2 separate regions of the Oryza sativa genome follow, and region 1 is linked to region 2. The links are chromatin contacts, called in public ChIA-PET maps. All regions are on one chromosome and are shown on one strand. Each heading gives the region's core, a stretch centred on a gene start, on an enhancer-like site or on the middle of the called end of the contact. The rest is flanking DNA. Distances are from core to core; before and after follow the strand shown. Region 1 holds the start of LOC4343735 (chitin-inducible gibberellin-responsive protein 2-like). Region 2 holds the start of LOC4343722 (UDP-rhamnose/UDP-galactose transporter 2).

Region 1 (7,048 bases), core at 2,845-5,344, 130 kb before region 2:
GACCATTCGGCTAACTTATGCTACAGTACCGCCGGCAATTTAGTCATGGGTCCGTGAGAGTCTATACTAATGCTTATAGCTCGAGAATCATATATTACCAATGCTTCGTATTGACATTCTCTTCAGAAAGATGCTCCTATCATTGACACATCAGTTGAACCGGAGGCGAGAGCTGTACCTGTGGGCTGCAGCAAAATACACCACATGGGTCTTCTGGAGCGGCAAAGGCCTTGTTGTATACTTGTATGTGGCACTGGCCCTATATTCGTTGTACAGTGAACCCGTTAAGATTAATTAGATCATCAGAATTTGGTTTTCTTTAACTATCTTCGCCTTCAGTGGAATGTGGATAGAACATGGATTATGGTTGATTTGGTTTTGTGAGCTTGTCTAATTCTCTTTTGTGACAAAGCTTTGTATCTCACTGCATATGTACAATGCCGTTGGCAGTAAAGATATGCAAATGTGATACCTGTAACACGTACGAATGCTCGGACCGTTGGATTCGTCCCGGTTGAAACATGATGCTACATTTTCAGCTCTACTTGCCAGCATTCCAATGGATATTTTAGCTTATAGTGGATGATAATTCTGATCATAGACATTAGTGTGCCACAACATTACTACAAGACATTTAAAAGAAAAACTGAAACATATACTCTCAAACATGTACTACACTTCTACACCTCATCAGCATTTTGCCCATTTTCGAGTTTGACCCTAGCCGCTACCTTACCATTACAACACCATTGTTACAGCTACCCTTACCAGTCCATGATCACTATAGCTTTCTAAAGCCCCCAGCCAAGATGGTTACAAGGGAAGTTCGTCGTCAGATCACCTCACAAAGTCACAACGCTAGTGCCACGCCGACGAGACCACCAGGGGCCTGCTCTTCCACCCGAGGTAGAGCGCCCCATCCCTCTCGGCGAGCTTGTAGTTGTCCGAGTAGCTCTGCAGCAGCGTCCTGATGGTGGCGTTCACCAGCGAGCTGAGCGGCGACGGCCTGAACCCGGCCATGGTGAGGCGCGCCTTCCACTTGCCGAAGGGCTCGTACCGCTCCGCCCTCTCCTCCCCCTCGCACGCGATGAGGTTGACGATCTCCCTCGCGAGGCAGTGCTGCTCCATGTTGATCCTCTCCCTGTCGTCCCTCGGCAGCGTCAGGTCGATGGACTCGAAGATGGCGGTGTAGTAGTCCAGCGTCTCCGCGAACCTCTGCGGGAATGGCGCCGTGTTCGTGTTGGACTCCATCTCCACCAGGGTGAGTACCTTCGGCGACAGGCTCTTCACCATCCTTAGGAGGCGGTCACGGTGGTTCGCCGTGCTCACCGACTCGTCTGGAATGTGGTGCAGCTCCAGGGTGAAGTTCACGGCGAGGGCTTCCCCGGGGATGACTCCGAGATGTGCTGCCTCCACCTTGCTGCCGGAGATAGCAAGTGGGTGGAATTCAAAGGGCACCTTGCACAGGCTGGCGATGTGCGACAGCCTCCTTCCGACCAGCTCTAGCCCGCCGCCTCGTGCGTAAGCTGACACTGAGTCATCAATACCAGTGATCCTTACAGTTGGTGGTCCACCAGGCCTGGCTGCAAGGGCCTGAAGGAGAGAGATCCACTGAGCCCCTTGAGAGATATGGAAGTCGATGATATGAATCCTGTCTTCTCCCTTGACAGCCTCTGCAATAGCACCATTTGCCGACATATACCCAAACTTGAAGTAGGGACAGGCCTCATACAGGAAGTGCATGTAAGACAGAAGGTCAGAGCTCTTTGGTTCCTTGCATTTCAAAGCTTTGTAGATTGAAATGCCAGAGGAGGCAAGCCTGGCAACAAGCCCTTCTACCATGTAGGCTCCCAACCTCTCAAGTGGCTCACCAGATACCGAAACTATTTTTCTCAGCTCTGGAATCATCATATCAATAGCAAAGCTATTCTTCTCTTCCACAGCTCTAGCACAGGCAATCAGTAGCTCTTTCAAGTTGCCTCTAGGAATGCCCATCATGCGCACCCACTTCTCCGGCTCCAAGGAAAGTTGGTTTGCCACCGAATTCTCAAGGCTGTTGACTATTTCCGAGTCTGGCCCAAGCATAACGGCCTCGAGATCCTTCAGTTTTTGCTTCAGATCATTAGGATCCTCAGTGACACAGGAGGCGCCTACAGGAGATCCATCAGTCGAGTCAGAGTGGCTGTCTTCCTGAGATAGAGGGCTACCACTTCTGGTTGTGAAACTTTGACTGGAAGGAGAATCATGTCTCATACAACCAGCACCTTCAGAGGAGTCCAATGTGTACTTGTTAGGAGTAGCCTGGCTTTCATAACCAGCATCCGGTGAATGTGACTTTAGGCCATAATGATGTGGCACAACGTGGGTGTCTGAAGGTGCCCTATAAGGGTGGCAAGGGTGCTGTGGATTATCAGAATACTGGAACTGCTTCAGGTTTTGGCTCGGTATATTGCTGAAGGGATGAATCATTCGGGAAGTTGGAGTATCAGCCATTATGGTTCAGTAAAGACCTCCTAACCAATTACTGCATAGTATCCACTGCTTCGCGTATGGCAAGGAGATCCAGGAACAGATTAACTGGAAGGAAAACTTTGTACTAGTTTGTTGTTGGTGTCTTGATATCTCTAGTCCTCCAGTAAAATTTCAGAAATCCAGCAGGAACAAAATCTGCAATGAACCAGTAGATATCAGAAGTCAGAACATAAACAAACTGAGCTACCAACTCAAGTAAATCTGGCACTGAACTACTGGAAGCAATTATTTTAAGTAGTATCAGAACCAAACAAGGCAATATCGGTAATTGAAATGGATTTTCTGACGTTGTTTCATTGAAGAAACCACCCACTATGAATTCTCAAACATTTAATGTTGAGAAAACCACAATATCTCAAATCTCAGATACCTGAGATAATCTACTGTATCTAACGAAAGAAGATCGCCAGAAAACTACATAGAATCTATCCTACAACAATACTGAGTATCTGATCAGAACTGAAGAAAGCGGGCATGCCAAAGTACATGTTGGACTGTGGCAACTTAACTTGGGATCAAATGTCATACATGCATTCTTTTCTGCCAAATAAAACTAAGACGAGCAGAAACCTTAGCTCTTCTAAACAAGCATCATTATGATGTGAAAACATGTTAATTCCGCTAATAAAAGACGAAACAAAAAAGAAACAACTAAGAAATTAGGTTGTGCAATACCACCAACTATTTTGGCATCCTAGTCCTACCGACAAGTGAACAAAATCAAGCAGCATGCCGTAACGCTGACCGTAGAACAACGTCATGAATGGATGGGTACCGTACACCCATCGTACAAGAAGGTTCGACCAATCCGTGTGCCAACAAAACAGAGGGCTGTAGATCAAGTCGTAAAGTATCCCCCTCTCCCATAATTTTCCGACACCAAAACAGAGGGCAAAGTTTGACACTTTGACCCGTTTAGCGCAACTACCCCCGGGTCCCGGCACAAGATTATTACGAACACCCACCTTAAAAAAATTCACTCCAAGTCAGCGGTCAAAAGCTTCAAGATCTACCTTGCTCAGCTACCACTCGTGCGCTGCTATGACGCGGTCCGTCTCTCTCGGTGATTAACTTCACGGCTTCAACCAAACCACGATTCAACGGGGACTAAGCCGCTGCATGCGTCGCTAAACACGCTCACGAATGCGTAGATGAACAACGATATGCCTAGAAGAATCGCCAAGCTACCGAAAGAAGCAAAGCAAAGTGCTGGATTTGAGCCATGCGAGGAACTTCCACAGAGCAGAGCAGCCTCGCATGTCGCACCCGCGCGCTCCGATCCAGCCTCGCATGCGCACTACACGAAGAACCCGGCCTAGCTAGCATACAGCATACTATAGTACTACCACCAGCTGCTACAAGAAAGGACGGCGATTACCTCAGCGAGCTCCGCTCCGGCGCGTCGGATCTCAGCGGCGGCCGGCGGGGAGGACGAAGGGTTGGGGAGGCGGCGCACGCAGCCGCGGAGGAAGCAGGTGGTGGTGGTGGTGGTGGTAGTGAGGAGGAGGTGAGCTGGGGAATTTTTCGGGTGGGCGCGGGTATTTCTACCCGGTGGCCCGTGCGCGTCGTCCGCGGTTTGTCGTGAGGCATGACGGATGCGCGGGGGGGGGGGGGGGGGGGGGGGGGGGGGGGGTGTGGGGGGCCCACCGTGCGCCCCGTGTTCAAACGAACGTGGGGCCCAGCAGAAAAGGGTATCTATCCCTCTCGAGTGTCCTGTGACTCCTGTCCAGCTAACCAGCCACTCATCTGCTGCTGATCTGCTTGCTATTCGAGGGGGAAGAAAAAACTCAGCTGCTGCTGCTGCTAGCCTACGGATGATTGGATGAAGTATCCTCTCAGTAGTAGTAGTAGTAGTAATAGATTACGGCATTCGCATGTCCAAATTGGTAGTTTTAAATATTGTCTCATCTAATTTTAGGTTGGTTCTTTCTAGAATGGAATGATTCGTTATACTGGGTAGGATCCCATCTATTTTTAGATTTGTTTTTTCGAAACGGAGGGGTATGTCGTAGGTCACTTATACGTGGGTCAGTAAAAATATGATTTTTATATACCAGTTATCTCTCTACTATTATAAAAATTAAAGATATTTTTACCGTTACTTTGGTAGATCATTCGTATTTGAGTCGGTTGTTAAGTTCGTTCGTTTTTGGAAATATAGATCCGTGTTTGAGTCCGCTTTTAAGTCTGATCACTTTTGAAAATACAAAAGGAGTCATATAAGAAATCTCTTTAAAAAAAACTCGCACACTAACTTGGGATGCTTTTGGAAATACAGAAGGAGTCGTATAAGAAATACTTTAAAAAAAAACTCGCATGCTAACTTGAGATGAGAGATAGACTCCTAATTGTAGCTCATAGTTTTCTAAAAGAAATATCCAAGCAAATTCCCACAATAATTTTCACTCTAACTGAACCGTATAATAATAATAATAATAATAATAATAATAATAATAATAATAATAATAATAATAATAATAATAATAATAATAATAAGACTAAAATAGCCTTCATCTGTTGCAACACATGGGCATTTTTTCTAGTAAAATAAAAAAAAGTATCATCTAGTTGTTGTTACCGCTGGTTTTTCAGTAAATTTTAAGTTTTAGTAGTAGGTTAATAGGATTAAAAGTATACTTTTCACTTTTCTTTACTTAGAAAAATGGCAACTAATTGACTCTTCAAGTTTGTCTAGGCCAAATATTACTAGCAAGTAGGAGTATAGGATATATTCTTGGAAGATGACGCTACCTAAAGAGAAGCAAACTAGCTAGGCGCTAAATAATTATCTCACGGAATCAGGAATTTCATACCGAACATGCTTATCATGAACCACTAAGGTTTTAGTATTTTGACTTCTTGTAATATTTATGTGACGCTCGTGTAGAGAAAAATATTGACGATTAAGGTTTTAGTATTAAGTTATGTACTCCCTCCGTTTCAAAATGTTTGACACCGTTGACTTTTTAATTCGTGTTTGACCATTCGCCTTATTCAAAAATTTTAAGTAATTATTTATTCTTTTCATATCATTTGATTTATCGTTAAATATACTTTCATGTACACATATAGTTTTACATATTTCATAATTTTTTTTTGAATAAGACGAATGGTCAAACATGTGCTAAAAAGTTAACGGTGTCAAATATTTTGAAACGGAGGGAGTATGACATAGGACCTAGAACCTAAAGGAGATATGGAGGCTTCCGAAGATAGTGAATACTAGTATTTAGTATTTGTCGCTCTCATGTAACTGTACTAGAAAACACGTGTTTGAGATTTTTTTTTCCTTGGAACAGCCCAGTCAAAGCTTCTCGAGGCATTTTGTTCTGGTTAATATTATCCCACAGTACATTACTAGCGGAATTTTCCCATCTATTTTTACACCGAGATATTCTTTTTTTTTGAATTTGATACATGCAATTTTGCACTGGACACAATTATCCTAGATTATGTTTCTATACATATATACATTTGTATTGGCGCTGTTCTACTTAATTTCACTCTTGTGCAGTCAACACACAGTGTGTTGTGTCTGCCAGGGGCGGATCCAATATGGGTGCAGGGGGGCCTCGAGTCCCCCCTACACCCACAAGACCTATGGATACCCTCGGAGCACCCCCTTCAATTTTTTCACCATGAATAATAAACTAAAGGTCTCTAAATGGCTGGAGGTTGAAGAAACTGTATAATTGAGCCTCTCAATTTTTTGTTCCTAGATCCGCCCCCGGTGTCTGCATCTATAGCAGCTAGGGTTGTGTTTAGCTGTAGCGGCTGTAATGGTTAGCCGAACATGCTCATTTATATAACTATATCAATTGATCTAAACCATCATAATCTGAACCCACCATATATAATTTAATGGTCCAAACCTTTTTTCTTTTTTATAATTAATGTGAGAATTTATAGTACTTGTTCAGAGCGAACATGGTTAGTTTTTCAAGCTACCTTCATAATATATTAGATTAACGAGTTATAATAGACTAGCCTATATGCTATGAGGACTTTTACGGTACAATATACTGCTAGTATATACTGCAAGTATATATGATCTAACAGTGTAGATTAATTTGATTTTTTATTAATTAGATTGCAGTATAAAGTTTGAAAGGGTAATTTTGTCTTTTCTTCGTTATTCTTTCATCAAATCGTGTTATCGTCACGTGATTCGTCATCAAATAGCGCTCACGATGCTCCTCTCTTAGCGCATGATAAGATCCAGGACCGGGTACTCCAATTAGATTTAATCTGAAACAAAAATTACTAGAGTGTTGTTTTATTTTCTATCAAATTCTTAACATGCCCTTCTATATACTACCAGTATATACTGGTAGTATATTTTACCGTAAAAGTTCTTATATACCATATGTGCAACAGCCCAATATTAAGCATTATATGAACTTCTTATGTAAAATATTATTTACCACGAAACCATTCAGAGGTCCTTTGGAATATACTGATATATAGAGGATTAATTATTTTTTTCCAGAAAAACTAATCTTGTTCCATAAAAATG
Region 2 (6,700 bases), core at 3,282-5,781:
TATTATAAAATATGTACATCTCAGCAGTAAACTATATTAATAATAAATCAATTCAATGGCATGTCTACATGGGTATCTATAGCTCTCTAATCCATTGCCTCTTTTTTCTCTATAGACTATCTCCATGTCAGTAGATAGCTTTGCTCTCTCTCTTTATTTAATCTCTTCCAAGTAGAAAAACTAGCATGGTGGCCCGCGCAGATTGCGCGGCTAGCATCATTATATTTTCTCTCATATAATAGCATATAGTATGTTTTCTCATTATATTATTCAAATATATTCAAATGACAATATAATTTTAAATTTTGCAATAACTTTACAAAACTATTAAGGTGTAATATTCATATTGTATTTTATATACGTGTTAGTTATTAATTATTTTTAATATTAAATTTTAGTTATTTGTAAATTATATATATTCCTATATGGACTCTAGACTCGTTTTTTAATATTTTTTTTTCTTTAATTCCGAATTTTCTGTAAATTGTATTTCTATATAGACTCTATGCTTTTCTTCCAATATTATTTATTTTTATTTTTGAATTTTTATTATTTCTAATTGTATTTCTATGTGGATTCTAAACTAATTTTGAATTTTGAATTTCAGTTACTTCTAAATTTCTTCCCATGTTTTTCTTAATTTCGAATTTTAGTTATTTGTAAATTATATTTTTATACGGACTCTAAACTCTACTTTTAATTTTATTATGTTTATTCCAAATTTTAGTTAGTTTTAAATTCCTATTTGGACTCTATACCCTACTTCTAATATTCCTTATTTTTTAATTCCGAATTTCTATTTTTTTTCGTAATTGTATTTCTATATGGACTCTATACTCTACTTCTAATATTCCTTATTTTTAATTCCAAATTTCTATTATTTTATAATTGTATTTCTATATGGACTCTACACTCTACTTCTAATATTCCTTATTTTTAATTCCGAATTTCAGTTATTTCCTAATCGTATTTATATATGGACTCTATACTCTACTTCTAATATTCCTTATTTTTAATTCTGAATTTCAGTTATTTCCTAATTGTATTTCTATACGGACTCTATACTCTACTTCTAATATTCTTTTTTTTTAATTCCAAATTTCAGTTATTTCCTAATTGTATTTCTATATGGACCCTAGTCTCCTCTTCTAATATTCCTTATTTTTTAATTCCGAATTTCAACTATTTCTAATTTGTATTTCTATATGGACTCTGTTTTTCTTTTTCTCCGATTAATGTGAGAATTTCTAGACCATGAGAGCGAACGTAGAGGCTTCTTTTTCTATTTCTTTAATAATATAATAGATAGATATACTGACATAGATCTCTTGTAGAGAGCCTATAGATAACTATTGCGGGTGCGATTTTGCTATATCTCACTCGAAAGATTTCTTCTTATCTCTCACTCGATTTTCTCACTCAAATTTACAGTGTGTTTTCTTGTAAATTACAGTGTAATTTATGAAACTTACACCGTAACTTTTGTAAGTTACGGTGTAATTTTTGAATCTTCGCATGTAAGTTTTGAAATTTATATTGGATTTGGTCTTTTTCTTGAAGATATGGTAATTTAGTGTCCATTATGGTGTTTCTTAGTTGCTTTTTGCATTTTAATGTGTCCATTGGATTTTAATCTATAGATTAAAAATCTGTGTGATATGATCATAAAAATCTTTCGAAAGATGCATAGGTACTCCCTTGCGGGTGCCCTTAGTAGCACTTGTCACTAACGATAGGTCGTAACCAAGCAAGCTACCGATGGCTAAGATTTTAGGTTTATTTTCTGCTCGTGATTGGGACATTGTACATACCGATATCTGAAAGTGACGGGTTGTGCATGGTTGGGACTTTGGGAGGGACCTTCTCCTCCTCTTCTTCTTCCTCCTGTTTTTTAATATTTGGGCCATTGACTCTTTCCACATGGATCACCAACCACCGAGCGTGTAACAATGAATAAACTGATACCTACCACCGGGATATTCCGTTGCCGACGTTGATTATGTAAATTTGGTGAAGAAAAAACCCTGTTGTGCTGGACATGCGGCTATATATCGGAAAGCACTCCCTCTGTCCTAAATCCGGATAATCTTTTGTCTAGATTCGTTGTACTAGAAAATATCATATTTTTTTCTAAATTTAGTTTTTTTTGGAACGGAGAGAGTAGTCTTGTGGGCAAAGATCCGTGTAGATGCAATCTTTTCTCTGAAATTTTACTGATTGGAATCAACTCTTAAAAATAAACTAGTGGGAGTATAAATAATCGGCGGTAGGCACTTTTGTTAAGGCAAGACATGCACTCGACATGTATCCCTTAATCTACCGTCATTTCAGTTCTGTATGTGTGCAACATGCATGTGAGCTTTTGCTTGATTAAGGAATGTGCTTGCCAAGTCAAATGAACTGGCCACTACTTCACGCTGATTAAGCTAAAATCTGGTCAAAAGGCTCACGGAAATGGGACTCGATCCGAACGAACTCCAAAGACTTTGCTTTCGCAGGTTCTGTAACTCTTGCTCCCGTGTACACGGTCACCGGCCTAACAATTGGTGAAGTGTAACGTGCCAGAACTCTCTTGCCGTGAGAGTAATGGTGGGCCACCACCGTGTCTACAATTCAATCATGTTGGCCATGCATGTACCTGTCAGCTGGCCCTGTTGCTTGACAGAGTGACAAGTGCTCCCAAACGCAGATAATTCCAGTACTTTAATTTGATCTCGAAAGCCATGTTTGAATTGTCGCTCCAATCAGTCCATTTGTCTGATTGGTTTAGATCGGATGACGAGATCCTTTCACAGATTAGCACGCATCATATGCCTTCGAAATGGACACCCAACATCCAAGTTCAGAGCCCAATTTGCACACTTTGGCCTGGTTTAGTTTTCAATTTTTTCTTTAAACTTTAAACTTTTACAATACATCAAAACTTTTCTACACACATAAACTTCTAACTTTTCCGTTAAATCGTTCTAATTTCAATTAAACTTCTAATTTTAGCATGAACTTAAACACACCCTTTGTTAAACTGAGGAAGCCGTCGAGCAGGGCACCGGGATCTCGAGGGGAGTAGGGCTCACTATGAGCAAATGCTAAAGTAACGGACCGTCTAATATATGAGTATCATATGTGATGCCCCCTTGACAAGAAAAGACTCGAGTTCTTTCCAGCCTTGCTTGCCATGGCAGGAAAGGTTATTCAGTGGCGTAGTCCTAAGCTTCCTGCGGACTAGTATGTGCTACACAATAACACTAAGTGTATTATATCACACAAAGCGCACGCTGAATGGCACATGTACAAGTCATGCATGACCATGACGATGAACGGATTTGTCTAATCGTAATTACTGCTTGGTTGCTGGTGAAATTCAGTCAAATATTTGCTGAAAATTTTAATTTAGTTCAGTTTTTAACTTAGATCGGTTTACCAAGTGGTTTCTCGATACATACTGCTAAATCCCCGACCCCTAGCGGTATAACTTTCAACCAAATTTTGATTGATTTTACTGTTTCAATTTAAATTCTTGAAAACCATCTAAATTTTTACTCAGAGTCTACTTTTGTCCCAATCGAAACTTCAAAATTTCATGGTGTTCGATCGGTTTTTGTCGAAAACGTAGACCCAAAGGCATTTGTCAACTTGTGTCAGATGAAGGTGGAACCCATAACGGTTTTGCTATTTCACTTGTGACATGTTTTTGGACTCTTGTATTTTGATTTTTTGTCCATAGGATCTTACATTAAGATTCGTGTTTGTATAGATCCAACTTGTAGTTACACTCTTACAAAACACTTATATTTGGTTATAGAGCATTTACACTCAGTTACAATGCACCAAAATTAGATTTCACAACTGCATTTGTTTCCAGATTTACGATTTTGACATATTTATCCTCTTCTTCTATTTAAAGCACTCCATCCATTAAAAAAAAAGCTAACCTCACAACTAGTATAACGAATCTGGACACACATCCTAATACAATGAATCTAAAACCTAGATATACTTTATATACAGATTCGTTGACACATCTTACTAAGAGGTTGTTTTTTTTGGGACAGAAGGAGCAGACTGTATCCATTAGTTGAAAATTTTAACTCCCAACCTATCCAAAAATCAATAGGTAGGTGATGTTCATTTATCCTGAAGATAAAGATGAAGATTATGTTTTTTTTGCAAAACGAGATGGTATTAATATATGATTGATTAAGTTTTAAATATTATAAATTTGAAAAATAAATTAATATGATATTTTTTGAGCAACTTTTATATAGAAAGTTTTTACACGAAACACATCGTTTAACAGTTTAAAAAACATGACATGAAAATCTTAATATTCATCCAGCTTTTATTGGAGAAAATAACAGGACCGTAGTCACGCACAAACAGTCTGCAGCTGCATTGCACCGCGTGGCTGATAAGACGAAGAGAGGAGAGCCTTGGGCCCCTTTCACCTCTTTAACCCCAGCCAGCAGCAGAACCAGTCGCGGGGGGGCCTCGCGGGCGCTTTGAATTGAACTGGCCACGGGGCGAGAACTCGGCGAAATCCATCCACAATCCCGCACGGCAAAACGCGCAAAAAGAGGGGAAACTGCAATGAAAAAGGGGCCAGCATGCGCGAACGCACAGCCCCCGGCCGCGCCCAGATCCCGCTCTGTCGCCGTCGCCGCTGGCTGCCACCCTTCCCCCTCCCCTCCTCCCCTCCCCCGCGCGTCGTCTTTCTCCTCTAATCTCTCCTTCTCTTAACCCGCCTCCCCTCCCGTTCTCCCCGCAGATCGCAGTTTTTTCACCGTCCTCCGCCCGTGCAGTTGACGCTTCCGCCTCCCACACTGCGTCTGCGTGCGCACACAGCACCAATTCGAAACCCCTCCCCGCACTCCCTCCCCCTCCCTTCCTTGCCTTGCCTAGGCGGCAACGCCTCCCGTCCTTTATAACCCTGCGGCTCCTCCCGCGTGAGGCACCGAGGCCCGGGTGGTAGACCGCGGGACCCGAGCCGAGCCGTGCCCTGCCCTGCCCTTCCTCCGCCCAGGGTCGCAGCCAGGTCGTCGTCGTCGTCGGAGGGGGAAGAGAGCCGCGGCGGCGTCAGGAGGAGGAGGAGGGGCGAGATGGAGGCGGAGAAGAAGCCGCCGGCGGTGTCCGACGTCGGGGCGTGGGCGATGAACGTCGTCAGCTCCGTCGGCATCATCATGGCAAACAAGCAGCTCATGTCCTCCTCCGGCTACGCCTTCTCCTTCGGTACCCTTCGCGCCTTCGCGCGCTCCTCCTCCTCCCCTTTCCCCTCTCCGCAGATCTGGATCCGCAGGTTCGGGTTTGTTCCTGGTGACGCCGCCGCGGGATCTGATTTTTTCTTCTTTTTTTCGTTTCCTCCTTTGGTCGAATGCAGCCACGACGCTGACCGGATTCCACTTCACGGTCACGGCGCTCGTCGGATGGATCTCCAACGCCACCGGCTACTCCGTATCCAAGCACGTCCCGCTCTGGGAGCTCGTCTGGTTCTCCCTCGTCGCCAACACGTCCATCACCGGGATGAACCTTAGTCTCATGCTCAACTCCGTCGGTTTCTATCAGGTATTGTATATTTACTAGGTTGCCCATTTGCCTGGAATGTTTGTATATGCCGTCTTGTGCTCTTGTGTGGCTGAAGGTGCGAAACCTCTGCAAACCTGTAGATCTCGAAATTGAGCATGATCCCGGTGGTTTGCTTGATGGAATGGGTGCTCAACAGCAAGCACTACACCACCAAGGTTATATCGGCCGTGGTCGTCGTGGCGGCGGGTGTTGGGATTTGCACGGTCACGGATGTGGAGGTCAATGCCAAGGGATTCATCTGCGCTTGCGTGGCTGTCTTCTGCACGTCGCTTCAACAGATTGTGAGTTTTTCTCCCCCCTTAATCCTGATACTGGACCTGTGCTGTTATGCATTTCAAATTCCCCTTTAGGATGTTAAAAATACTAGTTATGGATACTGCAATTGCCAACTACTCAAGCGTTTTTTTGTTAACACTATAGGCTTGATACTCTTTTGAAACTGAATCATGTTGCTGAGGATGAAAAAAATCAGTTTTTTTTTATTGAACAATGGTGTAGCAATGTTTTTGTGGTGGCACTTGTTTTTCAATCTTCTGTTAATTTACTTAGGACATTCTGTTGTAACACTATTCTGAATTGCGATAGCATTCAAACTAAAGTGTGGATGCTAGAACCTTGCCATTGAGTCCTCAGAATACAGAAAACTCAGAAACAGCCAATCTAAACTGTAGAATAGTAATGCTGGCCATAGAATTGTACATGGAATGTTTATTTTCGCATCATAAGCTGTAGATTTGCAATTCTCACGAGTCGTGATAGACTATTTTTATGTACCCCTTCAGCCTTGATACTTTACATTGTGGAATTTACATGCTAGCTGTGAATCACTTTGAAGATTTACGACCAAGCTGAAGCAACTTTTGGACTATTTACCAGTTTCTAAAACTTGGATCAGGCTGTGGTCCAACTAGGGCAACCGGGGACGGCTCCTTTTAGGATACTACTAGAGATATTTTTTGGGGGTGAAATGGACTATAAATTATTTTATTAGATTGTCCAGCTCAGGATTTGACTTAGAATACGACCTGCAAGCTGCAATATCCATCATGGGAACATGTCAATAGGCAAAAACCAAGCTGGGCCATCACCCCTCTATTGCTAGGATGGGACTATGGGAACT

Evidence for each region. ChIA-PET counts read pairs in DNA pulled down with a chosen protein or histone mark.
Region 1: an RNA polymerase II ChIA-PET map of leaf shows a contact between it and region 2, with 2.7 times the contacts expected there. The contact joins the promoter of LOC4343735 here to the promoter of LOC4343722 in region 2. A contact is called at or near these places in 1 of 15 Hi-C or Micro-C datasets (seedling) and 1 of 4 datasets of contacts at active chromatin or transcription factors (leaf).

Annotation. Positions count from the first base shown.
Region 1 is chr7:23,877,072-23,884,119 of ASM3414082v1, reverse strand. LOC4343735 (chitin-inducible gibberellin-responsive protein 2-like) reads right to left here and starts at 4,094. Exons shown (of 2, transcript NM_001403126.1): 1 at 3,911-4,094; 2 at 546-2,667. The coding sequence starts at 2,493. The coding sequence ends at 859. LOC4343736 (WRKY transcription factor SUSIBA2) reads left to right here. Exons shown (of 6, transcript NM_001403125.1): 6 at 1-318. The coding sequence ends at 57.
Region 2 is chr7:23,743,058-23,749,757 of ASM3414082v1, reverse strand. LOC4343722 (UDP-rhamnose/UDP-galactose transporter 2) reads left to right here and starts at 4,531. Exons shown (of 5, transcript XM_015792008.3): 1 at 4,531-5,226; 2 at 5,375-5,559; 3 at 5,661-5,861. The coding sequence starts at 5,097.